Linked DNA regions of Dromaius novaehollandiae: region 2 is linked to region 1. A link is a contact called in public Hi-C data. All regions are on one chromosome and are shown on one strand. Each heading gives the region's core, a stretch centred on a gene start, on an enhancer-like site or on the middle of the called end of the contact. The rest is flanking DNA. Distances are from core to core; before and after follow the strand shown. Region 1 overlaps IFIT5 (interferon induced protein with tetratricopeptide repeats 5). Region 2 holds the start of SLC16A12 (solute carrier family 16 member 12).

Region 1 (6,847 bases), core at 1,978-4,477:
AGGGCTGTGGCTGCGCTGCTGCGGGTGCGCTGGGAGTACATCTGTGCTGGAAGACCAGGCACACTGACAGGCAGAGCCTGCTTTCGCTGTGTTAGGTGGTGGAGGTGCAAAGGCAGCCTGTCAGCCCAGGAGGCCAGGCGGAAAGGCTCGTGTTTTTCCAAATGCACCGTCTCTTCCTTCTGTGAAATCAGCAGTTGTTGAAGCAGAGTGTGCAAGCAGATAACTGAGAAACTGCTCGCTCTGCAGGCTGTTAGGAAAGAGGATGTTGGCAGATGGGTTGTTTCTGCATACTGTAATGTCAGGGCTGTCTCCTTTATTGGATCCAGGAGCTCTGTCTTCAGATGGTGTAAATTCCTCATTTGTACCAGCTGAAGAGTTGATCAGGTCATTTGCTGTGGGTGGCCAGAAAACAACAGCTGTGATTTGCTGATGATTTCCTGCTACTTGTGCTAGCAAAAAACTACAGCTGTCTGCTTTGTAAATGATATAGACCGAATGTACCTCATGGGATAAATTATTGATGTGATGATTTATTAAATAATGGGATGCTTCTGCATTTCCAAAATGAAGCTGTTGTCAGAGATGGAGGAACTTCACGTTCTGACATGCAAATCATTCCTGTATTTTGATACAGTATAAAGCTTTGTTCTGTTCATTAGTAAAGTGATCAGAGTCCAAATTTTCATCAATGCTGAACTATTGCTTTGATAACCATCTACAAGGTATTCAGTGTTTGCTAATGATGTCCTATTCCACTCAGCGCCTCACAAGGGAAAGCAACATAGACTATGAAGCTGATTTAGATCAAGAGTAAAAAGAACACAACCATAAGGGCATGATGTATTTTTCATATATATAAATAGTATGTGTGTAAAGTAGTTTTATTTTTCATGCATATTTCAAATATAACGTTGATACTGTTTGACTTCAGTTGGCAGTGTTCAAAGCATTTATAGCAACCACACTCCAGAAACCTGTTCAGAGCAAGTGGCATGATTTACATGCACAGAACACAGACTGAGGAGTGCAAAACCTGCTTAAAACTAGTGACATGGCATTACTTCAGCTCTACGTGGCATCGGGTGGGAGCAACCAAGGATGGATTGCATTTCCACCGGATGCCACAGGGCCAGTGACCCAGGGCACCCCAGATATCTGCATAGGCCAAAAGTTTCCCCAAATGTGCCCCTTTCTCCTTGCTGGACTTCTAAGAGGCAGCCAGCGTGGTACATGCTGGAGGTCTCCTGTGGGAGAAGCACTCTTGACCAAGGAGTTCCTCTATGGGGCTGCTATATCTTTAGTGCCGGGCAAAGTGGACCCATCATACGAATGACTGTGGCCCATGGCTTTGACTTATTTTCATCTGGTTTGTGTATTTTTCAGAAGTGCAGCTTTAGGACTCCTTCATTTCTTCCTAACATGCTTTTAAATTGGTCACAGTGAAGGTGAGAGGGCTTCTAAGTTTGATGCAGACATACAGGTAACAAATAGAAATGAGTATTTGCACCAGAAAAATCGTATCTTGAATCTGAACTAATATTCAAAGCCAAATACTAGAAATATTCCAGTCTGAATTTGGAATATTGCAATATCATTCTTCAGGCAAGATTCTGATTGTAAATATAACAGAGCTGGTTAACTTAGCCTAGAAGAGCTATTTTTGAAAGCAGAAGTCCAAAACACCTGCATGCCAAAGAATCTGGAAAAGTTTTCGTTCTCCAGACTGAACTCGTGTCTTTTGTCTTTCCACCAACCTCTGTTTCCTAATGATTATTTCCCATAAACTACCCCCGAAAGAAAACAAAATTCATAACATGTTATTGCAAGTTTGACTTGTGTCTGAACCATATTTTTCTTTTGGTTTGTGACTGTTTTTCTGGCTAAAATAATCTGCAGTCACTCTTCTAGGTTTATGCAGCCATCTTTTTGTGAGAACAGGAGCAGAGGGAAGGTGCTATCTTTACTGGTCTGTGCCTGTGAGGAAGGACCATTAGCCTGAGTCAGGACTGGTGAGAATTTTGTATCCTAAGAAAAAATAAAAGGCAATTTCAGTTGTTGATTTAATTTTTTGTTTGTGTGATCGTGGGATGTAATCTGATTGTGACTCTCGTGACAGTACATGAAAATATATCAAGGGGCCTTAAGTTTGGTTGTAAGATACATTCATTAAAAAAGTAAAAAAATTCTCCATAAATATTCTGTAATGAGTTAGGAACAATATGCACATTAAAAACAATTAAAGGCAGTTCTGCTAATTAGTAGTGATGAAAATGTCATTTTTAGATCTAACTGCAAAAGTTTCATACCAAGAAATAGGGAGTCGTTTGGTCTATAAAGAAGATACGCTATTTCAGTAAGTTATGTCACTGCTGTTGTTAACAAAATTTTAATTACTTTTTTTCAACCTCATGACATGTCAGCAGTTATTCATGCCAAAATTACATATTATGAAAGAATTTTGGAATAATAATATATACATTTATACCCTATTAAGTAGTACTGTGTAACAAATGATTAGTGTTTTCAGATAAATTTTTATTTATTTCAAGGTATTTTTTGTAGGCATTTCCATTCGTATGTTGCACTTAGGATTAATTCTTGTTTTAAAGAACTAATTCAGCAGAAAATGTTTGCTTGGAAACAGAACTATGCAGCAACAATATTCAAGCTGTTCTCCATACAGGATATGCTGGCGTGGCACAGTGCAGTTGTAGGCAGAGATACCTAAGCCAGTTGTGAATAAATAGCCAGGATAATACTGCCCGTTCCTGCTAGCCCTGCTGGGCCCTGGTGAACTTCAGCTTGGCTGCAGCACTGCCCTGCTGAGCCTATATAGCTTCCAGGGACAGCGTGGTCTAACCTGGCTTGGGTAGCATCTGTCCAAGACAGAAACACGTGGATCCTACCTCAGGCAGATCCTGCTTGGAATAATACTCTTCTCCACGCAGTGAAAATAAATTCAGTGTAAGTAAGTGCATAATATGATCTTTAATTGGTTTTTAAAATGGATATATTTGTAAGTCTTTGGACAACTCTGCTGTGTTGTAATTTGGTATTTTGGTTCATAACTGAGTACTCTGTGCAGGGTTGTCTTCACTCCTTTCTTCTTCCTGCACCAAAAGCGCAGATTCCATGGAGGTGTTCGCACTTCGTGCAAATGAGATGCGTTCAGCCCCTGCGTCGTTCTGTTTTGGCAGTTGCACTGGACACTGTATGTTGCTTTTCATTTTGTCTGCTACCAAAAGCTCCGGCTCAGGCTTTTTCCTGGGTGACCATGCCGGCAATGCAGCAGCACCACCCTGTGGGAACGAAGTTCTTTGCATTTTCGAGATATTAAACATGGTCTGGAAAACAATGTTTGCACAGAGCATCCCAGGGTAGTATACCACAGTCCATCGCAATCCTCCAGAGCCAAAACAAGGCAAGGCACGATAAATAAGAGATCTTGAATTGTGGGGTCTCACTGTGACTCACTTCATTGTGGTGGAGACAACCTCTGACTCATGAAAATTTCAGGCTCACATTTTTCTCCTTGGAATATTTTATTGCTTCTCTTTATTTCTGCAAGGCTTATTTTCCAGGAAAGGGGCAGGATGGGCTCTGGTAGCAGGCTGTGGAGGGGAGCAGGGATGTGCAAATGCAATCTTGAATTCCTCCCTGCTGCCCTCAGAAGGGTTTAGAGGGAAACAGCATGGATATTAGACACCTCAAGATTGATAAAGGCAGTGGGGTCACCTAATGTACTGTTTTGCCCACATAGGCAGTACAACGTGATAGGGAATCGCCAGTTCCTGAGTTCAACCCCAGTTTTGTTCTTGCCAACTTTCAGGATTGGCATGTCAGTCCTGCTTCCAGTCTGTCCTGTTCTTCTCCCTCTCCTGTCTTTCCCTAGGCAGGGCCACCTTTGCAAGAGGAAACCTGGTGGGTGGTAAATTAAATATCTACCCTGGTGGGGGATAGATTGAATGTTACAATATTACCATTCCCTTTTTCTCAGTGGAAGATACGATTTCTAACTTAGAAGTCCTGTGTCCTTGAGATCACAACTCAAATACAGCCTTTATAGAAATGTTACTATTGAAGAGCACTCAGAGCTCTTGAATGTTAGCAAGCATACTCTTAGTTGGCAAATGAAGAATCAACGCTTTCAATTTCTACGTTATCGCCAGAAGGTGATGCTACCATGTCTTTCATCTGGTTATAATTTCAACCTTAAAAAAAATAGTTCTGAGAGTCTGTTGAAACTTTTTTGGAGGGGGTTGGGGGGGTTGTGAGAGAGAATTCTTGGGAGCTTTAGATTAAGATGAACGTCGTAGCTCGCATAATGCACTCCAATGTTCTTCATTTTCAGGATCCAATTTCAGGGCTTTCTCATAGCACTCAATTGCCTGCTGTTTCTCATTGTTTAGTCGATGGATGAGTCCAAGTGTGCTAAAAGTTGCTGCATCTGCTGAACGTTCTTGAATTTTCTGTTCCAACAATTTCTTCAGAGCAATTTTGCACTTAATTCTCCCGGCAGAATCAGTCTCAATTTTCAGCCCTTCTGTGTAATATTTAAGAGCTTCAGATTCTGATTTCCTATGAAAATGCTGAAAGCGTCCATAATAGTAGTAGAGCTCTTGTTTATCTGCACTGTGTAGATTCGTCATTTGAAACACTTTCTGAAATGTCTGTTCTGCTTCTCGATACTTATTTCCTTCTGCATACATCATTGCTAGGTCATTGTAGGCAGAAAAAAATGTTGACTTTTGCTGAATTGCTCTTTGAAAATGAAAAATGCTAAGTCGAATGAGTTCTTCCACTTGTTCTCTGGGGGCATACTTTGTAGGCTTTTTCAGTCGAAACAGTTTTGCTCTGTAGCAGAGTCCTATCTGGTGATGCAAAAAGCTACATGTTGGTGTCACTGCTAGGCCTTTTTTCAGCAACTCCAGTGACTTATCCAATTGTCCTTTCCTTCGATAAAATTTAGCAGCATATCGTAGAAAATAAGGAAGATCAGGGGTTTTTTCCATTGCTGCTTCAATGTATCTCTCCCCTTCCTCAACTAGATTTAAATCCTGAAGTTTTAACGCAAGTAATGCCACAACAGAAGTATCATTTGGATTCAGTTCCACTGCACGCCTCAGGGGTTCCAGGGATGAGCTTTCATTTTCGCCGCTTCCCAGAGTCATACTTTCCACACGATACGTTGCTATTGCATGGCCGGCAGTAAATTCTGGGTTGTCGGGTTCATTCTTCAGAGCATTTTCAAAACACTCCTTTGCTCTGCCATAGTACGTTCTCCCAAACTTTAATAATGCCCACCCTTTCTCAGCATAGATCTCTGGAAGCTGAATCTTATAGCGAGCAGTACTTGAAAGCTTTCTGCAGGTATCTTCCACTTTGCTTAAATAGGCTTGAACTTCTTTGTATCTGTTCATGTGGTAATAAATCCAGGCATAGTTCCCCCAGGTAACAAGACTTCTCCTGTCTGTTTCATTTGGATGATTTTTTTCAATTTCTTCTTCAGCTTTTTGTAGATTTTGCAGGGCATCCTCATGTAAATGCTTTAGGTAACACACATACGATAGCATATTGTAACTTGCAACATTGGATTGTATGCACTGATACTCAATCTGATAGCCTGTCTTGTCCTCTATGTTATCTAGATCCACATCCTCCTTCAGCAAAATCCATGTAAAATGACATTCTAGTTGCAGCAGAGTGCTCTTGAAGTCATTCTTGGAAATGATACTAGAAGAAATCACAGAAGAACTTACTTATATCAGATCTGCTTTTTGCTACTGTTGTTTTTAGAACAGGCATGACATACTTCAAAAGCAGGCAATAAAAAAGCAGTTGTTACCACTAGACAACAATACATTAAGTAAGCCAAAGTTGTGGAAAGCCATCATTCTAAGGAGCTGAATAGTTCTAGCCAGTGTAACTGCAAAAGATCCTGGATGTCTGGATGTCATAGCAGAGGGTCAATCTCTACTGTACAGCTGGCACACCTTAGGGCCGCAGGAATATATTTCTGCCCTTAAAATATTCACGGAAGCCTACCCAAAAGAGGTAATCAAATAAAAGCTCCCTCCCAAAATTGGAGGAAGTAATTTAGTGCCTTTCCTGTATCTCTGTACATTTTAAAGTTTGTATTATAAAATTTACTTTGAATATCCTGAATTTGCAAATGCTTGCTTGTTGGATCATAGCACCATTTTTATGTTCTGATGATACCGATGAACTGATATTTGTTTCCTATAGCTTCTATCTGCGAATATTATTGCTTCCTGTAAAGGCTTTTTAATAATATGCTTGTTTCTATTCCTTTTTTTTGTTTTTACTCACTTATTACACCCTAGAAAGAGATTTTCTTGCATTTTACTACTCATTTTCTGTATATTGTAAGCACACATGTGGGCGTTAGAGCCCAAAATCTGCCCTAGAATCATGCCATGTCAAACCAACCTTGTGTGCTTCCACCTACTTGCTTTTTATTCAGAGGTGTGTTTCTTGTGTGCCTTTGATTTGAGAACAGTCATATCCTGCATCAATGACATCCGCATGTAGGAGCTGCTCCAGTGTTTGGACAGAGCCACGTCTCTGCTGGCTTCGTGAACCATAACCTCAGAATATGGAAAGACAGTGTGACCACTGTAGTTGCAGAAAAGCTAAGGTGTCAGCACCAAAGCTCTCTGCCATCACTGCCTTCATAAACAAGCACAAATTTGGTCAAGTTTTAGCTTCCTCTACATGTGCTGTGTGGCAACATCCTTGCTTCATCCACTCTTGCAGATCAGGAGAGCACCAGGCCAAAGAGTGGGGCAGAGTGTGATGCAGAAGAGCTTTAAGTTGTGGCTAAGAT
Region 2 (6,847 bases), core at 1,798-4,297, 42 kb before region 1:
ACAGAAAAATCCAGAAATATTTATGAAATAAACCAAAAACCCTTTCCCAAATTTCCTAGTGTTTTAGAGTTGCTTCTTTCTCAGCTTAGAAAGTAAGTTATCTCTTTTTCTCTTCAAATATAGGAGGTTTGAAGTCGTCTCTCCAGCAGATTTGCCTGCGCAGTGTGGCAGTGCTCTATGCGTGACTGGTTTGCCCCCTCTCTGAAGAGGGAAGAATTGTACAAGGGAAGCCAAGGCTGCTTCCTGGTGAAGGCTGCAGACTGTGGCCCATAACCTGTCCCACACTACAGCTGCTCTTTTTCATTTACCGGTAGGCCCAAAAATATTCAGGAGCTGATCCTTCTCAAAATTATTTTCTTTTTTTTTTTCCCCCCCTCTCTTCCCTTGCTTAGAAATTGCATCCGAAAAGGTGAAGCTGCAGAAAAGAGGCATTCACCTCTGAAAATTAATTCAACTTTCATTCATGGAAACAAGCATCAAGGTCAGCTTAGCTTTTTGCTAGGAAGACTTTTTTCAGTTTCTGATTTTTCTTTTTCTCTCTAAGAGCTTGATTTTTTTAACCTGCCTAATACAACATGGAAAGTGTTTCAAGATCCTCTTTGTCAGACTCCCATGGACATTTGCTTCACAGTGTTATGGTAAAAATGTTTTTTATAGTTTCATTCTATGCACACTACTATGAAGTTCTCAGATACCAACCCTGGAATTATAAGTACCTTTATCAGCTTAGGAGCAAGAGAGCTGATACTGAATATCACTCTGTATAGTCTGATGGCCACTTGCATGAAGACAGTATACAAGTCTTACTTTCCTAAATATGGGGCTCTTTGATCTTGGAGATTGAAATCTCTTTATTCATGTAAGTGAGAAAAGAATAAGCTTTTCTTATCCTAGCCTATTTGCCTGGCTGGCCTGTTTGAGGAAAGAAGGTAATTTAGAATCTGTTCCCTTTTGGTTCCTGACCTTTTCACTTATCCTGCTAGGAAGATTATCATGTATGATAGGCAACTTAGTGTTGGGAACATCTGGCCACAAGAAAAAGACTGAATACACAAACATCAGAGAAGTGCTCTTTAGAATGAACAAGCCCCTTCTGATTCAAGTGTAAAGCTTGAATCAGAAATCTATCAATGAGGAAATAAGTTTCTGTTACTAGTCTTACAATTAGCAGCATTAGTCTTACAGCAGCTGATACAGTTACTACCATTCCATATCTCTAGTGTTTTAAACTTTGTGTTCTTGAGCAGACAAGATTAGGCTTCAAGGCTGCACATAGATGTGTATTTATCACCCAAGAATAGTGAAGGATGTTTTTACCCAGGCCTGCGTGAAAGCACTCATGCATTTGGATGCATCTGCTTGAGATTGAGGTCTCATGTTTTGCACGTCCACTGCAGAATCAGCAAGCCTTGTACTCTATCTGTGTATTTTTACAGTAGGAAAGTCTGGTAAACTTTTTTTTTCTTTTTGTGCTGACCTGCTAGCTCTGGGCCTACATGGATAGAAGTGGTGCCTCAAACCTTCCCCTGCCAAACAGTATCAGTGGCACAAAGGAGAGTCGATTCCTCGATGCCATTCTTCCCACGAGGTGGCATTGCCACCCACCAGTTCAGTTCCTGCCCAGTTCCTTTCCAATTAAATCAGGAGGCTTAAAAAAAGAGAGCAGCAGTGAACCCTTCTTTATTCCATCGCTATTAGAAACTGGGGTAAGTGTATCCTGTGAAGGTGTGCATAGACACAAGCCACTCGGGACTTGGGTGACTGTGCTCTTTTCTGGATGAAAAATTCCCATTTTCTTCTCTTTCCTATAGAAATCAGTCTCAGAAATCCACTTCTATCTTATTTCAAGTGGCTGCTGAATTTACACGTTAAAACGAATTTGCTGGAAAACCATGAGGCACCTTGCTTAGTGGCTCCAGTGTGGCAGCAGGGAAATGCAACTTGTTCCCTTAGAGCGGTGGCAGCCTGTCCAGCTTGGCAGCCACGTAGCCACTGCTGAAATGCAAGGCCATGGAGAGTCAGCATCACAAGATTCACCTAAATATCCTGCCACAGGATATTTAGCAGGGAGTCTTTGTACATTTAGCTGGCTCTGCTTTAGCACTCTGTCCACACATGCTCAAATCCAAGAAAGGAGAAAAAAAAAAAAAAAACAGAAAAAAACTTACACACACACACACACACACACACACCCCCGCCACACACATGCGGTGTAAGGTTTAGTGTTACGTAAGTGCCCCGGCACTAACCTGATACATCTCCAAGTAAAACAGAAATCTCTGATGCTTGTAATTTGCCCTTTAGTTGGAATGAATGTATTTTCTGAGTTTGGTAGCTTTGTAAATGTTTGCTCGAGATATTATCAATGGGCATATTTTATATAAAGGAATATATTAAACTTTAAAGCAAAGAAACTCCTCCCCAGCCTGCGAACACAGCAAATACAGGAATTAAGTAGTAAAAACTGAATTGAAATTATTGCTAGCTGCTAAGCTGTACGTTTTGCAGGTGAGCTGGAACGAAAGTCTGCAGCAACAGCATATCCAGTGAACTGTGAAGAGCTCTCCTCGAAAGCCGCAGCAGTCAGCGAATGCCGACTGTAGTTTAGTCTGAGGTACAGCCCATTCCCCCCAGGTGACAGGTTTTCTGCCATGTAGAGGTGTGGAGAAGGGGTGGTGGCTCACCATCTCCCTCCGTTTGGTGTTGCGGCCAGGTTTGGGGAGTGGGATGAAGCAGACCTGCACTGCCTTCAGGCTTTGTTCCCCCCCTCAGCCCTGTTTGTGCAAACTGTTCAAAGGGGCAGACCTCGCTGTGCTTTTCTCTGAGTGTTGGTACAAGTGAGGGGGAGTCTGGTGTTGCATCCTTACTGTTGTGACGTGCAGGGTAAGCTGCTAACACCATCGCTGCTGAAGGGCATGGCAAGCCGTGTTTGTCATCCAGTGGGAGAACAGAAATAAAATACCGTGAAAATTTGTAGAGCCATGGAAATGCTTAGCTCTCTTCAGACTTGAGCAACACTATGGCTATTTCTGGTGTCAGATTTCTGCATAGATCGAAATAGCCTGCGCCTCTAGTCCGCAGTCAAGTGGGTATGGAAGGCAGAGACTTGAATGGCTCTGCGAAGGCTTGCTTCCAAGTACAATTAATTCATATTTATTATTCCCATGTTGTGAAAAATTCCAGCATCCAATTAAGGCTTCCTTCTGATCTGAAATGAAATTCAGACATTTTGAAGTTTCCCTTTTTCCACCAAAAAAGCAAGCTAGCAGGAAGCCTAGCAGGCCGCCAAAGGAAAGTTATTTGACAGACAAGATTTCCTAAATCTCTTGCCTTTGTACTGCCAAATGTTTGTCAGAACCGTATTTCCATAGAACATTTGTTTTAGTGAATCTGTTTTCTAGTGAAAAACTATTGCACTGGAAATTTCTGACTAGCTGGAGTGCTGATCTTTGGTAAATCTGTGCATTAATAAGCATCCAAAAGCTTACTGCATGTACTCAGACCTAAAAGTGCAAGCGCAGTGGAAGAGTGAATTTGGGGTGCCTCCTCTCTGGGATTTGTGCTTGTTTCTGTAAACTCTTACTTATGTGAATAAGGCCCAGTTTACACTGGGAAAACCAGTGTTAGAAAATGTTTTTGATAATGATTTGTGTAGCTGGATGTCAAACATGCCTACTGTAAAGAGAAATGCCATGGTGTTAGTTCTATAGATAGGCTGTTCCATTTAAAGGATTTCAATGCTACACCAGACCAGAGACCACAGATAAACAGCAGCAAGGCAACAGGTTGTTAAAAATGACAGTCCTGTTTCATGATAACAAAATAGTCTAACATTGTGCAACATAACTTGATTTCATACCTTGTGGGCCTTCCATGTGTAGGCAGGACTAAGGGTTTGTCTTTCTGTTCTTTTGTTATTGAAGAAAAGTGAAAGAAAAAATGAAGGATAACTTCTGGGCTTTCTCACTCCTAGCTTTGAAGTGGGGAAGCTTGTAATCACTAAAAGGAGATAGATCATCCTCTTGTTCAAATAATACTAAACATTAATCTGTCTATATTTAGTTTATATCAAGAAATAGAGGATATTTCTGCCAGCCTTTCCCAAAGTTCAGGAAGGTGATGCAGACGTTTAGGCAAAATAGACTGCAAGATGTAGCTGCGTGTAGTCCTTGGCATCCTTAGAAACAAGGCTGTTCTTAATTTTTTCGTCTGACCCCATACAATGGTTCTTACTTTCCAGGAATTTCTATTGCAAAAAGAGGGAAGGCTGTGAAATAGCTATTACATACCCTTTTTTCCTAAAACAGATTGCATATGTGACTAATAGAGCAACGTATTTTGAGGAATTCATCACTGTTTTATGATCTTCCGGAAGTCCGGTAGGTAGGTGACCAACACAGCTTGGACCTCATCTAAAGGAGGCTCTGCTCACTAGCAGGTGAGCACCTCAACTACTCGCCTTGGGGTATTCAAGATGAGGGTTGTAGCTGCAAATGGGAAACTGAGGAAACTATGCGGATTACAGTTTGTCCAACCTGTGATGTCTTTGGCTGAATTTTCAGAGATGTCAGGCTATGAGTCCCATTCACTATAAAATATCAAAGGCTGGAGATCCAAAAGTTAGTGACCAGATTTGAAAATGTTATGAGCATGCAGTTACAATATATCCCTGTAATGTTGGCTGTTTTTATTAGGGGGGTGGAGGAAGAAGGGAGAGGAAGGAGGGTAGTGTGGTTTTCAGTTTATCACAAATAATTTTAAGTATGCACTTACTTAAAGCACACACATGCAGAGAAAGGTTGTTCATACATTGTACCATGGCACATAACTGTCCTCCAAACTATAAAAGCACTCACTTCACCCATCACATTCTGGTTTTACACTTTTTCTGCATTTTCCAAACCAAAAAGAATTAGACACTGTAAAGGTTTTATTCTTGCTCATGTTTGCATAGAGACCAAAACAAAACACCCCTCCCAGATGTGTTGTCTTAACCTGGTCAGGCACTCCAGGTGAGGGAATGTATTCCTTTGATGTCTTGATGACAGCAGTTCCAGAGAAGTAACAAGCATAGTCCAGCAACCGAGAAGGTCACTACAAGTGAATTATTTTCTGTGGTGGTTGTCAAACTGCTAGATGAAGCAGTGAAACAGATCATTTATCAGATGTCTGCAGTTGCAATTTGTATGAGAAAAATCTGTTCTAGCAGTGACTCAAGGAAACCTGTCACAAATGTACAAAACATGAATATAAACCAAGACCTCTTATTTCTGCTATTGTTAGAATGTTGCTCCACAGAGCCACGTGAAGTCACGCATATTGTTTTAGTCAGGGTCAGCAAAAAATGAGTAGTGTTGCAGCTCATATTCATGAGTATGCCCCATACTTACAATATCTGATGTGCTTTGTGTGTTTTTCTGTGGTGCTCTGACCACGTCCTTTGCGCACCACAAAGAAGAAAGTGTTACCTGTTGTTGACCCAGAGGTCAAAATGCCAGCAGCCAGCCTGAGTGATCGCTGTTGTTCTCATCATTGATGGGGGAATTGTCGTAGATTTCTATGATGGTGCTGATGAGACTTGCTGTAAGCTTAGAAATCTTTCAAAAATACCACAGAACTGTAAAAAGAGCAAAATCCAAATCTCACCAAGAAAGTGAGAGCTGCATTTTTTTCTCAATAAAAAGTTTTTGTTCCCCACACAATCTGTGGGGAAAATCTAGCCCTTTTCTCTACAGCTGCTGCAAGGTACCATGCAGCAATAAGGGAGTACTTGTATGCCACAGTCCCATTCAGAGTAGCCCCAAGACCTGGAAAGAGGAGTCCCTTTCTACCAAGAAACTGCCCAGAAGCAGCTCTGCTTACTCCAGCTGTGTGTACTTATGTACCCTGAGGGATTTTGAGCTTACCCTGGGAGAGCAGTCAGACACCTAACAGCCACCCTCTCCTTAGGCTCTGCTCGTGCTCTCCTGGGCGATTTGCACTTGCTGTTTATAGCAACACTCAAAGGCAGCAAGGTCCTGGGTACAAGACAGGAACCAGGCAGTCCTTGTCAGACAAGCATGTTTGGGGAGGGAAAGAAAAGGTCCTTCTTTATCTTTGTTCTTATAGAAAGTGTCACAGGATGTTTAATGTCCATTCTGAGCAAAGACCTGTTGTTTTCCAGATCTTGCCTGAAAACCCTTGCAGTATTCAACAGGCCACTTAGTTTATCTTTCTTGGATAAACAAAAGGCTGCTGGAATTTGAAACTTGTTCCAAGAGTCTAGGGTCCAAAGCCTGCTCAAATTCATGTGAGTCCTTCCCCTGGTCTGGGGTTTTGAGCTGAGTTTAAACATTTTAGAACTAGTGAGCAATGGCAGCACGATTCCTGACTGTGTATGACATGCAGGACTGCTGTATGTGACAAGCGGTTATCTGCATACAAGAGTTTTGTTATTACTTCCAGTCTTAAATGTTTGTCTTTAGAAGAGCTTAAAAATACCTTCTGAAAATCCTGAGATCGCTCACCCAGAAATCCCGGTACAGGCTCTGCCCTCATGGGCAAAACCAGGTTAACGCGATGAAATTGCCCTTGCCACTGTTGAAAGGCCTTTGCCCAAGGAGGGGTCCCGGTCCAGCGCGGAGGACGCCTGGAGCGTCCACCCAGGCCCAGCCGCAGCAGGGAAACCTGCGGCCGGGACAGAGCCGGAGAAGGTAAGCGGCCTCTGCAGGGGGAGCTGGTGGGTTTTTGCCACAGCCAGCCGGCGTGGTGAGATGTTAACGCGGCCGGGGCAGCTCCTGGGCGTTTTCAAACTCATTTACGGAGTGAGATAAAACCGCAGCGTTCAGCTGCTCCCCCCGAGCCCCCC

Evidence for each region. Hi-C and Micro-C count contacts between places; a contact is called where the count stands out from the background.
Region 2: a Hi-C map of ovary shows a contact between it and region 1, with 2.6 times the contacts expected there. The contact joins two enhancer-like sites. A contact is called at or near these places in 3 of 4 Hi-C or Micro-C datasets (brain, liver and ovary).

Annotation. Positions count from the first base shown.
Region 1 is chr6:28,786,186-28,793,032 of bDroNov1.hap1, reverse strand. It overlaps IFIT5 (interferon induced protein with tetratricopeptide repeats 5), which reads right to left. Exons shown (of 2, transcript XM_026094152.2): 2 at 2,368-5,733. The coding sequence ends at 4,299. SLC16A12 (solute carrier family 16 member 12) reads left to right here. Exons shown (of 7, transcript XM_064514015.1): 7 at 1-2,144. Among named protein-coding and RNA genes, the nearest start is that of IFIT5, 4.6 kb to the right of the region's middle. Within about 2 kb of position 3,227, at least 1 of the 2 cell types and tissues checked has open chromatin away from gene starts, as enhancers often do.
Region 2 is chr6:28,827,986-28,834,832 of bDroNov1.hap1, reverse strand. It overlaps SLC16A12 (solute carrier family 16 member 12), which reads left to right and starts at 6,711. Exons shown (of 7, transcript XM_064514015.1): 1 at 6,711-6,847. Within about 2 kb of position 3,047, at least 1 of the 2 cell types and tissues checked has open chromatin away from gene starts, as enhancers often do.